Regions from separate parts of the Danio rerio genome. Here region 1 is linked to region 2. Evidence: chromatin contacts called from public Hi-C data. All regions are on one chromosome and are shown on one strand. Each heading gives the region's core, a stretch centred on a gene start, on an enhancer-like site or on the middle of the called end of the contact. The rest is flanking DNA. Distances are from core to core; before and after follow the strand shown.

Evidence for each region. A called contact is a pair of places that touch in the nucleus more often than the background predicts.
Region 1: a contact with region 2 is called in a Hi-C map of hematopoietic stem cells, with 5 times the contacts expected there. The contact joins the promoter of mettl6 here to the enhancer-like site in region 2. A contact is called at or near these places in 3 of 18 Hi-C or Micro-C datasets (caudal fin, hematopoietic stem cells and an unstated tissue) and 2 of 4 datasets of contacts at active chromatin or transcription factors (caudal fin and embryo).

What each region holds. Positions count from the first base shown.
Region 1 is chr16:44,760,590-44,766,926 of GRCz12tu, forward strand. It overlaps mettl6 (methyltransferase 6, methylcytidine), which reads left to right and starts at 3,100. Exons shown (of 5, transcript NM_200203.2): 1 at 3,100-3,637; 2 at 3,725-3,859; 3 at 6,010-6,180. The coding sequence starts at 3,371. It overlaps rspo3 (R-spondin 3), which reads left to right. Exons shown (of 6, transcript NM_001017358.1): 6 at 625-1,462. The coding sequence ends at 821.
Region 2 is chr16:44,469,467-44,475,431 of GRCz12tu, forward strand. The region is part of intron 11 of trmt11 (tRNA methyltransferase 11 homolog); the gene reads left to right. Among named protein-coding and RNA genes, the nearest start is that of trmt11, 19 kb to the left of the region's middle. Within about 2 kb of position 1,910, at least 8 of the 62 cell types and tissues checked have an H3K27ac peak or open chromatin away from gene starts, as enhancers often do.

The DNA.
Region 1 (6,337 bases), core at 1,850-4,349, 290 kb after region 2:
ATTCCAGTCTTTAGTGTAACATGGTTGGTAAAAAACTAATATGCTGCATGTCATGATGTTGCCAAGTACAATGCGATTCTGGATTAATATCTATGTAATGTAGTCAATACCTGTTCCCTAGCCCCAACCATAACTGTATATTATTCCCAAAATAAGAGTGGAATAATAGTTAATGGATGACAATCATGTAGAAGTGCATAAACCTAACCGTGAGCCTACACTTAACATAAAAGATGAACAGATCCCTTAATTCTGATTGGCTGATTGGAATGTTTTTCCAGAATCAACATGTCAATCCATGAAACCTGTCCCTCTTGGTGAAATTAGGTTGGCGCTGCTGATTTGATGCTGAAAGAAACATTGTAAATGTTGTAAATATTTTGTTGAAACCATAATATTTTTACACCAGATCAGAACAGCATTTATTAACAGAAATGTAGTATTATGTTTATGGTTTTCACCTTGCTGAATAACAGCAGTAATTTATCATTTTAAAATAAGTAAAAATATGTTATTAACAATAACTTTTCCAAGTGAGCCCATTTTTCGGTTCATTAATGAATAAAAATTGCCCAAGTATATCCTTTAAAATATCTCATGCTATTCCTCATTTGTCCTCCACAGGTAAGCCGCCGAAAGGCCAGCGGCGAGGAGAGAAGAAAAAACGCTTTAACCTGCAAGAGAAAGTGACTGCAGAGGCCCGTCGAGAGAGGAAGAGGGAACGAGAGAAGGAGACAATCGACCGAGAGGAATCCGAAAACAGGAACAAAACAGAGCAGCGCCGCCGCAGGGACCAGAGCAGAGACGCTGGGACAGTATAGACAGATGCTGCTCCTCATTGCTCCTCTGCCTTTCTTTCCTCTATCAGTCCATGTCACCCCCTCACCCTCTTATCCCCTCGCCGAGGGGGTGTTGCTGCTACCTGTATAATTTAAACGTATACTGTATATGCACATGAGAGAGGGGCGCATTGCAGACAGTGAGGACCTTCACCCCCTCGGGCCCCGTCTGGTGCTGGATTGAGGCTGAACTGTGTAACAGGGGCCAGGAATGTCCTAAGATCCGTGGAATGGTTTATTTTTTTAAAGGGGGTCCAGGTACAGCACTGCATCGTGGTTTGAATGTAGGTTTTTGAGACATTAAAGTAGAGTTTTTGTATAAACGTCTGTATTTTTTTGGAGGAGGGCGGGGGTTGAGTAAATTAAAATTAAATGAGCATGCTTACCGTCGCCACGGACAGCCTGAGACTGCATGTGGATGGGTGTATGAACTGGCTTTCTTCATACTGGATGAGCGACAACAATCTTCGCCGCAACAGTGTATTAACTTTTCGTTCCATTCTCTCTCCAAACAAAGTGTTGATTTGCCTGTCTGTATAAACAGGATCCGAGCTTTCCATCGAAGCCATCTGACCAGAAATCAAAAGCACCTGTATGTCAAATAAACAAATACCGAGTTTGTATTCATTTGTAATTTATTGTCTTGGCAAGCACAAATATACAACAAACGGTAGCTCAGCCATAAATATTTGGCTGTACGTAACACTATTGCAAGATGCAAATCTGCGGTGCTCTGTAAGTTATCATTTATCCACATTTAATGACAGTAACAAGCAGACATAGATAGATAGATAGATAGATAGATAGATAGATAGATAGATAGATAGATAGATAGATAGATAGATAGATAGATAGATAGATAGATAGATAGATAGATAGATAGATAGATAGATAGATAGATAGATAGATAGATAGATAGATAGATAGATAGAATGCATATTCATAATATTCAATTATTCGCTTGCTTGGACGGACAGACAGATATAGTACACATTCATCATTCATTTTTTTGACAATTTAGCCAACCCAATTCACCTGTACCGCATGTCTTTGGATTGTAGGGGAAACCGGAGCACCCAGAGGAAACCCACGCCAACACAGCTGACTCAGCCAAGGCTCGAACCAGCGACCTTCTTGCTGTGAGGCGACAGCACTACTGCGCCACTGTGTTACCCTACACATTCATATTCAATCATTTGGATGCATGTATGGATGGATGAACAGACAGACAGACAGACAGACGATGATAGATAGATAGATAGATAGATAGATAGACAGACAGACAGACAGACAGACAGACAGACAGACAGACAGACAGACAGACAGACAGACAGACAGACAGACAGACAGACAGACAGACAGACAGATAGATAGATAGATAGATAGATAGATAGATAGATAGATAGATAGATAGATAGATAGATAGAGAGTACGCATATTCATAATATTCAATTATTTGCTTGGACGGACAGACAGACAGAGAACACATTCAGAATCAGAATATTTCATTATTTGGATGAATGGATGGATGGATGGATGGATGGATGGATGGATTGATTGATTGATTGATTGATTGATTGATTGATTGATTGATTGATTGATTGATTGATTGATTGATTGATTGATTTACGGACGGACGGACAGACAGACAGACAGACAGACAGACAGACAGACAGACAGACAGACAGACAGACAGACAGACAGACAGACAGACAGACAGACAGACAGACAGACAGACAGACAGATAGATAGATAGATAGATAGATAGATAGATAGATAGATAGATAGATAGATAGATAGATAGTACACATGTAAGTTATTCATAACATTCAATCAATTAGCATTTATCATTGTATGAGTTATAACAGTACATAAAATTACAAAAAAACATGAATATAATTAATTACAAAAGAAACTGGTTCATGTTTATTACTTTTTTGTAATTTCTACGTGTTTTCTGAAGTATACTTACCTCGTGGATTTCTTTAGAATGATACCACCAATTTGAAATGCTTTGTCCCCACGTAACATTACACTAAACTAATTGCTGAATCCTGTCCAGCACATCACTGTTAAGACCTCTAAGAAAAGTGCTTTTATTGTATCCATTCCACAAACGTTGGTCAAGAAGTCAAGTTTTATTAGCTGAAACATTTCTCGTCGTGGTCTCCAGTCCAGCAGATGGCGGTGACGGTTATCTTCAAGTTCCTTCCTTCATCTCCGCGCAGTCGCAAATACTAGAGCAAGACAGAATCCCAGCCGTCAACTTGCGAAAATTTCAAACAGTTAGCTCTTTATTTTAAGATGAAAACATACAATATTATATGTTTAACGATATTACTCATTTAATGTGTAGGTAGATTAAGTACATTTAAGAACCTGAAACTACTTCTTGGTCGAGTTTCAGCTGCGATTTTTATCAAACATAAAGTAAGTCACTGAGACTTTGATCCCATAACGTTACCTTCACATTATCCGATTTTAAGAAGTTGCTTTGATATTAATAATCAAAACCAGGAGCTCAGGCAAACATGTCGGCATCAGGTGAGTCAGTCTCACTCGAATATCGTCCTGTTTTCCCGCCTCAGTCCACCGTTGTGAGGGAAAGGAGTCTGACACCTGAAGAGATGGAGAAACTCGGCAATGACCGAGTTTTAGTGTCCGACTTCAAGCAGCAAAAACTCGAAACGGATGCTCAGAAAAACTGGGACTTATTTTATAAGAGAAACACGACTAACTTCTTTAAAGACAGACACTGGACGACCAGGGAGTTTGATGAACTGAAAAACTGCAGAGAGGTAACGTTAAAGGGTCTTAAACACCCTTTTTCTGTAAAGTTAACGTGTTTGAGTTTGTATGGATGATTGGAACTCTTATATTTTCAGTCTGAGGGACAGAAGTTGGTGTTGTTGGAGGCTGGATGTGGGGTTGGAAACTGTATTTTTCCCCTTCTGGAAGAGGATCTCAACATCTTTATCTATGCCTGTGATTTCTCTCCACGAGCTGTTGAGTTTGTAAAGGTAACGTTAAACATGACCAGAAGTGTGTTAACTGGTCAACCTTTTGCAAACAATATTGTTTCCTATTCATAAGCTCGTTGATTTGTATGAACTGTCAATTTATTGTTAATTATATAATTATTCAAAGAATCTATTTAATTATAATATATTGCAGAAATCTATATAATCATACAGATGGTGCACTATAACACATCCTATTATTTCTTTTCTATTTATTTTTATTTTAATAAACCACTTGCTCTGAGTGTCTATTATGAACACTGTTCTACTCTATTTTCTATAGATATAGGCTCTACGTTTTTAAATATATATATATATATATATATATATATATATATATATATATATATATATATATATATATATATATATATATATATATTTGTTTTGATATGATCCTCTAATGGTCCGTTTCTACTGAGTGGTTTGATACAGTGTAATACGGTATGCATTTGTGTTCACTTACACTTTGAACACAATATTTACTTTTCTGTTTTAAGTTCCATTTAAAAATATAATAATCATAAGTAATAATAATAATAAGTTTCTCAACTTTTTTTATATATTTTTTATATATATTTTTAAGTTTTTTTTTTTTTTTATTTCCCCAGTGCTGTTTAACAGAGCAATTTTTCAGTTTGAGAAATGAGAGTTTTTTTTTTTTTTTTTTGACTGGAATAAAAGCAGATAAAATTTTTTTTAAGTAAGCATACATGTAAGGCTCTATTTTAACAGTCTGTGTGCAAAGTCTAAAGTGCATGGTGCAAAAGCATTAATAATGTGTCCAAATCAACTTTTGCTATTTTAAGGACAGAAAAATATGGTTTGAGCCGCATCTCATGGTCTAACAGGGTTGTGCTTATTCTCTTAATGAGTTATGGATGTGTTTTGAGCTAAACGTATTAAACCAATTAGAGTCTTATCTCTCATTCCCTTTAAGAGTTAGTTGTGTTGCGTCATGGCGCATTTGCTATTTACATGGCAGATGTTTTAGGTGGAAAAACTGAATGCTTCACTAGTGAGAAAACAGTTAAACAGACCATCTGCTGTGCAAGGATAAAGAACGAGCCTCCTCCATTTAGCCTCTTTACTTTCTCTTTACCTTACCTCTTTACTTCTTTACTTTCACGGATATGGAAATTGAAGAAACTCACCACACTGAAGACATCCATTAGCCTACATATTTCATTTTCTTTGTTAAGCGCAAAGATTAGCTTCAAAACTATTTGTAAATTTAGTTGTAATTTCCAGCAAAAGAATAAACGAACAATAATAATGAGTTATATCCAAACACACGTCCCATTCTTATGCCCCCATATGGTGATGTGTATGTCTCCAAAACCCGACAGATAGACAAATCTAAACTTTTTTTTTAGTAAAACAAATATAAATATGCATGTATAAAATAATCCTGCTGACAATAATAATATTTAAAAAATGATAATTGTCATGAATAAACTGAAAAAAGCCCCCAGGGCATAAAAAAGGCATGAAGGTAGTGTTTTGACTTTTATGTAGTAGATAGGAACGTTTGTAACATTTTAATCCTTTATTTTTTCCCATATGTAATGACATTTGTGTATTTCTGTACATCTTGTATATATTAAGTGCTTGAACCTGCAGAGGCGCATAACTAATGCGCTCTGTGCTGAACTTTAGACCAGCTTTTACCTGGTTAACTGCGCAGTTACAGTTCTATTTCAGTTCTTCAAAATAGACACGCACCAACAATGTACCTTAACACACCTCCTTTTTAGTCCAGCACACCCATGAGTCCACAATGTAGCGCAAATATGTCAATAATACTAGCCGCACCAGAACTGACTACAGTTATCTAATAACTGGCCTAATTATTGTAGTTAAGCCTTTTAATTGCACGTTAAGTTGAATACTGGTATCTTTCAAAACAGCTGGAAAAAATATCTATTGTCATCATAGCAAAGACAAAGAATATTAGTTATCAGTAATGAGATGAGGTATTAAAATTATTATGTTTAAAAATGTGTTAAACAGCTCTTGGAAAATATTTGAAAAATATTCTTACTGATTTACATAAACCAGTATTGCTTGTATTGTCCTCATTTGTAAGTTGCTTTGGATAAAAAGTGTCGGCCACATGAGTAAATGTAAATGATTATTCATTATTGCAGAAAAATGCCTTGTATTGCACCGAGAGATGCCTTGCGTTTCAGTGTGACCTCACTAAAGATGATCTTCAGGCCAACATACAGGTTGGAACAGTGGATGTTGCAACATTGATATTTGTTCTGTCTGCAATTCATCCTGACAAGATGCAGAAATCTCTGGAACAAATTTATAAGGTACTGCTGATCACATTTCTGAATTCTGATAGTGCGTGCCATGAAATGTTTATTTAGCACACGTTGCCTTATCACTAATGGTTATTTCTTTGTTATTTCTGCTGTAAAACCAAGCAAATGTCCAGTCAGTAATATTTTTACTGTTTTAAATCACAGG
Region 2 (5,965 bases), core at 660-3,159:
AAACACCCAATTTACATATTAAACATTAAATACATTTTTTTAAAGTATTTTGTAAAGCTTTGCCATTAGGAATAAACTAAATTTCAACATATAATGTAAGGTTAATATATAACAATATAAAACAACTGTTTAAATGTAATTTAAATTTTAAAATGTAATTTATTTTAAATTGTGATCATTTTAAATAAGATATTTACAATTACTGTTTCACTTATTTTTCGACTGCCATAGACAAATTAATTACCCCTGAAGCACATTTAGTTTTATTTTGGATTACTATCTTTTGATTGCATGTAAATTACCTAAAATGTAATTCATAATGTTTAAGATCCAGCTCTCTTTCCAAGTAGGTCTGTCAAAATACTTTAATGGTAGATGCATTAAAAGGACAAGCTTCATTTAGTACATTTTTTTCTTCTTAATTTACCCTTTTTTCTCCTCTTTTTTTTATTGAATAATGAAAAATGAAGCAATAGATGCTGAAGTTTCACCATCACAGGAATAAGTTACATTTACTCGGTTTTAACTAATATTTGTATCTCACTTGAGCGCTAGAGACAAAAAAAAAATATTCACAAAAATACTATGTTTTTAAATTAACACTAATGTGCACCACAGCTACATATTTCGGCAAAACATACATTTCAATAGGGTGAGAGTAATGCTGTTTTTAAAATAAAACCATGTTATTAAAGGCTTTTTAACTTTATTGCTTACTTTTTTAGTGCCTTGGACTTGGATTTTGTTCTTGGATCTTTATGAATCGCTTATCCAAAAAGCACCAACAAATGAATTACCCCTGAAGCACTTTTAGTTTTATTTTGGATTACTATATTTTGATTGCATGTTAATTGCATAAAATGTAATTCGTAACGTTCAAGATCCAGCTCAGCTTAGTACGTTTTTGTTCTTCTTAATTTACCCTTTTTTTCTCCTCTTTTTTTATTGAAATATTAAAAACTGATGCAGTGGATACTGAAAATCCAGTTTTACCATCACAGGAATAAATTACATTTACTGTTTTATCTCAGGTTTAACAAATACTTGCATCTCACTTGAATTAAAACATTTTTGCCAACCTCAAATGCTTAGCAGAGTTCAGAAGCACTGTCCTGAATGAATTATACTGTAATAAATTTGTTGCTACCTTAAATTAAGTTGAATAATATTAACGTTTTAGGTCAGCTAAGATCATTTACACTGTAAAAACCAACTCTCAAACAAAACTTAAGAATTGTGTTGTTTCAACCTATTTTAAATAAGTAGTTTAAACAAGCAGCAAAAGCCCTTTTTTATTGTACTTGTGACTTGAAAGACCCAGCAAAAATTGTTATAATTTATAACTACTAAATTAATTAAAACCTTGATAAACATTTTTACATAAGTTTATTTAAATACAAACTTCTATCATGACTTTTGATCATATACCTTTTCACAATGTAGGGTTTGCTGACAGTTAAAATTCATAAAGCTATGGGTATGATCGCCACAAGGAGGCGCTGTGGTCAGCGGCTAAATGACTGCATCTTCAGAGCAGGCGTCAGTATAGCAACAGTTGTGTTTATAAACTGTGGTGTCAGAGGAGTGGATGACTGCCGCTGGAATCTGGGGCTTCGCTGTTGATTACCCTTGTAACAGTTCGAAGTGGAAACAGCCCTCAGTATCCAATTCATCCGCTTCGTCCTGAGAATAGGAAGTTCACAGACCAGAGGAAAACACTTCTGTCATAGCAAGCGGCAAGAATTCCCGATTCCTTATGACGCAATGGAGCATTCACAACAAACGAAAATAAATAAATGAGGGATTACAGAGTAACACACAATAACATTTTTTTATGATGGTGTCCACATGTAGACATCAACATGACAGTAAAAAGACAGTGTTTTGATTTGTTTGACACTTTTTTGCCCTTTACTAATTGTTACCACTGCAAACAGAATAAGATTTTTACTGGGTATGGATGTCATAATGCACAAATATAGTATACTTATATACACTTATTTAACTGATTTTCTTTGATTTGATTTTCTTGATTTTTGCCATATTTTGTCATTCAAACATATATATTTTTATTGTTTTAATCTGTAAAAAAAAAACTTAACTACACTCAAAAAAAGCAATTAAGTTGTCCCAAAAATACTCAGGATTTGTGATCATTTCAGCTCATTTTAAATTAGTTTGAAAAAAGCAGCATTTATTTTCTTTGTATAAACTTATGCTGCTAATTATTTAAAGTGAAGCAGGAAGCTTTTATAGTGATGATCATTTTATGAATAAATATATTTAGATTTATTTGACTCATTTCTGACCTTTACTACTTGTTTTATTACCACTGCAAACAGAAAAATAATAATGTTTACTTGACTTCAAAGTTATAATGCATGAATTCAGTATACTAATATAATTTTTTTTTATTTGAAGGTCAATAGATTTGTCATCATTTTACTCATTAAAAAATTCTATATATATATTTTATTTTTATTTTTTTATGTATTTATTTTTATCTTATTTTGTTACCACTGCAAACAGAACAAAAGTCTATTTTACTTCACATGGAAGACATAATGTATGAATCCAGTATACTGATATAAAAAAAAAATTATTTAAAGGTCAATAGATTTTTGTCATCATTTTAGTCAATTAAAATATATATTTTTTAATGTAGTTATTGTTTTCATCTATGAAATAAGTTTGATTAAAATGTTCTGAACCACACTGTAAAAAATACTGGGTTGCACACAATGGAGTAAATTAACTTAATGGTTTTAAAATTTAAGTGCATTGAACATAAAACCATTAAGTTGTCCCCCCCAAAAAATCTCAAGAATTGTGAAGATTTGAGCTGATTTTAAATAAAAAAAATTTGAGTGTATAAAATTATGCTGCTTCAAAGTGAAGCAGTAACCTTCTATAGTGATGATTATTTTCATGAATTAAGATATTTTAATTAATTTGACATATTTCTGACCTTTACTACTTTTTTCGTTATCACCGCAAACAGAAGAATAATCTTTTTTTACATGACATATGCATGAAAACATTATACTAATATAGACCATTTTGAGGGTTGTAAACAAAAACAATGGTTCCAACGTATTTCCTGTTTTACATGTTTAATACCTATAGCTTCTGAGAGTCCAGATTGAGCCACAAATTGATAAATAATGTTATGATAGCTATTTTAACATAAAGTTATGATTGAATTGCCTCTTGTTATACAGTTAGTTTAAATTAAATAGTTAAATAGTTTGATAACAAGCAGGAAATGTTCATGCACCAATTAAATGACCACATTGAAATACTCTATACATTGTTCTTTGAATTGAAGGTTGATAGATTTTTGTCATCATTTTACCCCTTTAAAACATATATTTTTAATGTGGTCATTTTTATCTATGAAAAAAGGGTTGATTAAAAACTTAACTACTGTATAAAAAATGCTGGGTGCCATACAAGACCTTCATGTTGTCCCAACACAAATAAATTGAACAAAAAACTATGCAGTTGTCCCCAAAAAACTCAAGAGTTTTGATGATTTCAGCTCAATGAATTCAGGTCATTTTAAATAAGTATTTTGAAAAAGTAGCAAGAATACATTTCTGACCTTTACTACTTGTTTCGTTACCACCGCAAACAGAAGAATAATCTCTTTTACTGGACATGAACTTGATGAGGTGAAGACAGATATGAGTGTAATCCACATGGGACGTTAGTCAGTCATTAGTACCCCATAATGCACTGACTCATTGCCCTATATTCAGAAATGTGATTCTGTCATGTGATTTCAGCGGCCTCAGAGGGCTCTTTTCCTGGAAAGCTGACATTTGTTAGACATTTCTCCAAGGTGACAGGAGCAGCTCCGTGTAAACAGTGCGATGGATAATATGAGTGCTCCGTATGCCTCCTTGTTTTGCTTTGTCAGGTCCGTTGAAAAGAGGGCACATAATTTATGATTTGTTTGAAACGCAGCTAACTGTGTGTGCGCAATGCTTTGTGGATCAGTGGCTTTGCGTGGATGAGGTTCGGCTACAGCTAGCAACCCTCGAAATGTTATTTTTCATTGATTTCAGGCCATATTTACGTAATCGTCTGAAAAATGAAGGGAGTCGGTGCGTGCGAACGCGTCTGTCAGCGCGTGAATGTTAACAGCCCACCAGCTCAACTCCCTGCTGAGTTAATGTCCCTACTAACTGTCTTCACAGCCGCTGGGAACAATGAAGAGTTTGGAGGTTCGCAGTGTTTCTTATGGTTAAGGCAGGCCTCCAGATAGTGATGAAATCAGTCACTAATTCAACAAAAAGTGTGATAAAATCTAGACACGAGTGGTGATGTATGTGGTTTTTATCAGGTAGTATTTCTTGAATGAACACAACAGCTGTGTAGGGGCAGCATTCCAAGGCAGGAAGGTATCAAGGCACGTTTAAATCCAAATTCTGCTTCACATCTCTCTGGAGATACTTTCTTCTGAGTGAGTTTTAGACGTATCCTTCATAGCCTTTGATATCCTACAAACCTGTGCATCCCGTTTCTGACAGTTTAGCTAAAATTTAAAGACTTGGGTGTCGTTTTTTGTGTAAATTAGGGCTGCACAGTATATCGTTTCAGCATTGAAATTGCAATGTGTGTGTCTACAATAATCAAATCGCACAGATCTGCAATGTTGAGTCTGAATTATAGTTGACTAGGAGCTACAGAATTGTAATTAATCAATGTATTTGTACAAAACTTTTATGGTTTATGCAAGACATTTTTTTTGTTGTTGTTTCTAGTCCAAATATCTACATTTCAAAGCAAAAAAACAACAGATTATTTCAGCTTGTTTTAAGGAAAATCTCTTAATTGTGACTTATTTCTTCTGACAGAGAAAACAAAACAATATTTTTACTTGCTCTAGAAACAAGACAAAGTAAAAAAAAGCATTTTTTTCTATTGTGGCTATTAAATATCTGTACCTGCATACTGTTAGACTTGCTAGAAAACTATCAAATGGTGCTATTCAAACCTTCTTGTAAAACGATATTTATATTGCAATATTTATTGAAGAAAAAAAAATATCTTGGAAACCTTGTTTCCATAAATCTTGAAAGTACTTGAATTTGAGACATGGATTCAAGCTCTTAAAAACAGCCAAGTTCTTGAAAGTTCTTGAATTATATTTGAACTTAAGTTTGTGCTAATTCAACAATTGTATCAGAAAAAAATTAAGATTCTTAAATTAAAAAATATTCATAATCCTCTTTCAGAAACCACGTTTAATTATTATCAGTATTGAACTCAAGTTTTAATAAAGTTATCTATGGCTGTTTAAAACAGTCTACATTTTTAAAAATGACACCTTCAAAATAAATGGCACTTTATAAATTCCTTGAAGTCTTTCAATCGGGTGTTAATGAAATAGTTGGAACTCTGTTTTAGGTATGGGCCGGTATAAGATTCTGATGGTATGATAACCTTGGACAAAAATATCGCTGTTTCACAGTATTGTGATTACTGCTCTAAAATTTTTTTAAATGTCTGGGTAAAAACACTTAATATTTAATATTTAAGCACAATATATTTTATTTTGAGAAACATTTTAAATATTTTGTAGTAGTAAACATGTCAGGCAGTATAATTCAAATAAAGCATTGACTTCTGTTTTCTTCATTAGTTTCAAGAACACAGATTTCTTTACCAATTAAAACGACTTCTTTGGAGATCTTTTTTTGCTGGTCTATGGTATTGCAGAAAATTTTGGCAGTTTTAAAATTTTGAATTTTCCAAATCGCGGTATACCTTGAAAACGGTTATCGTCCCATGCTTACTCTGTATAGTTGATCAGCACAACAGCTGAGAATACATGAGATTGCAAAGTATAACAATAACAGATTGAAATTTAATCATTTTGCTGTGTTTTAAAGGCATAGCGTTCTGGCACAAAAAAGTACATTTGTAGCTTTATGAAGAATAATTTTACTTAATTAAT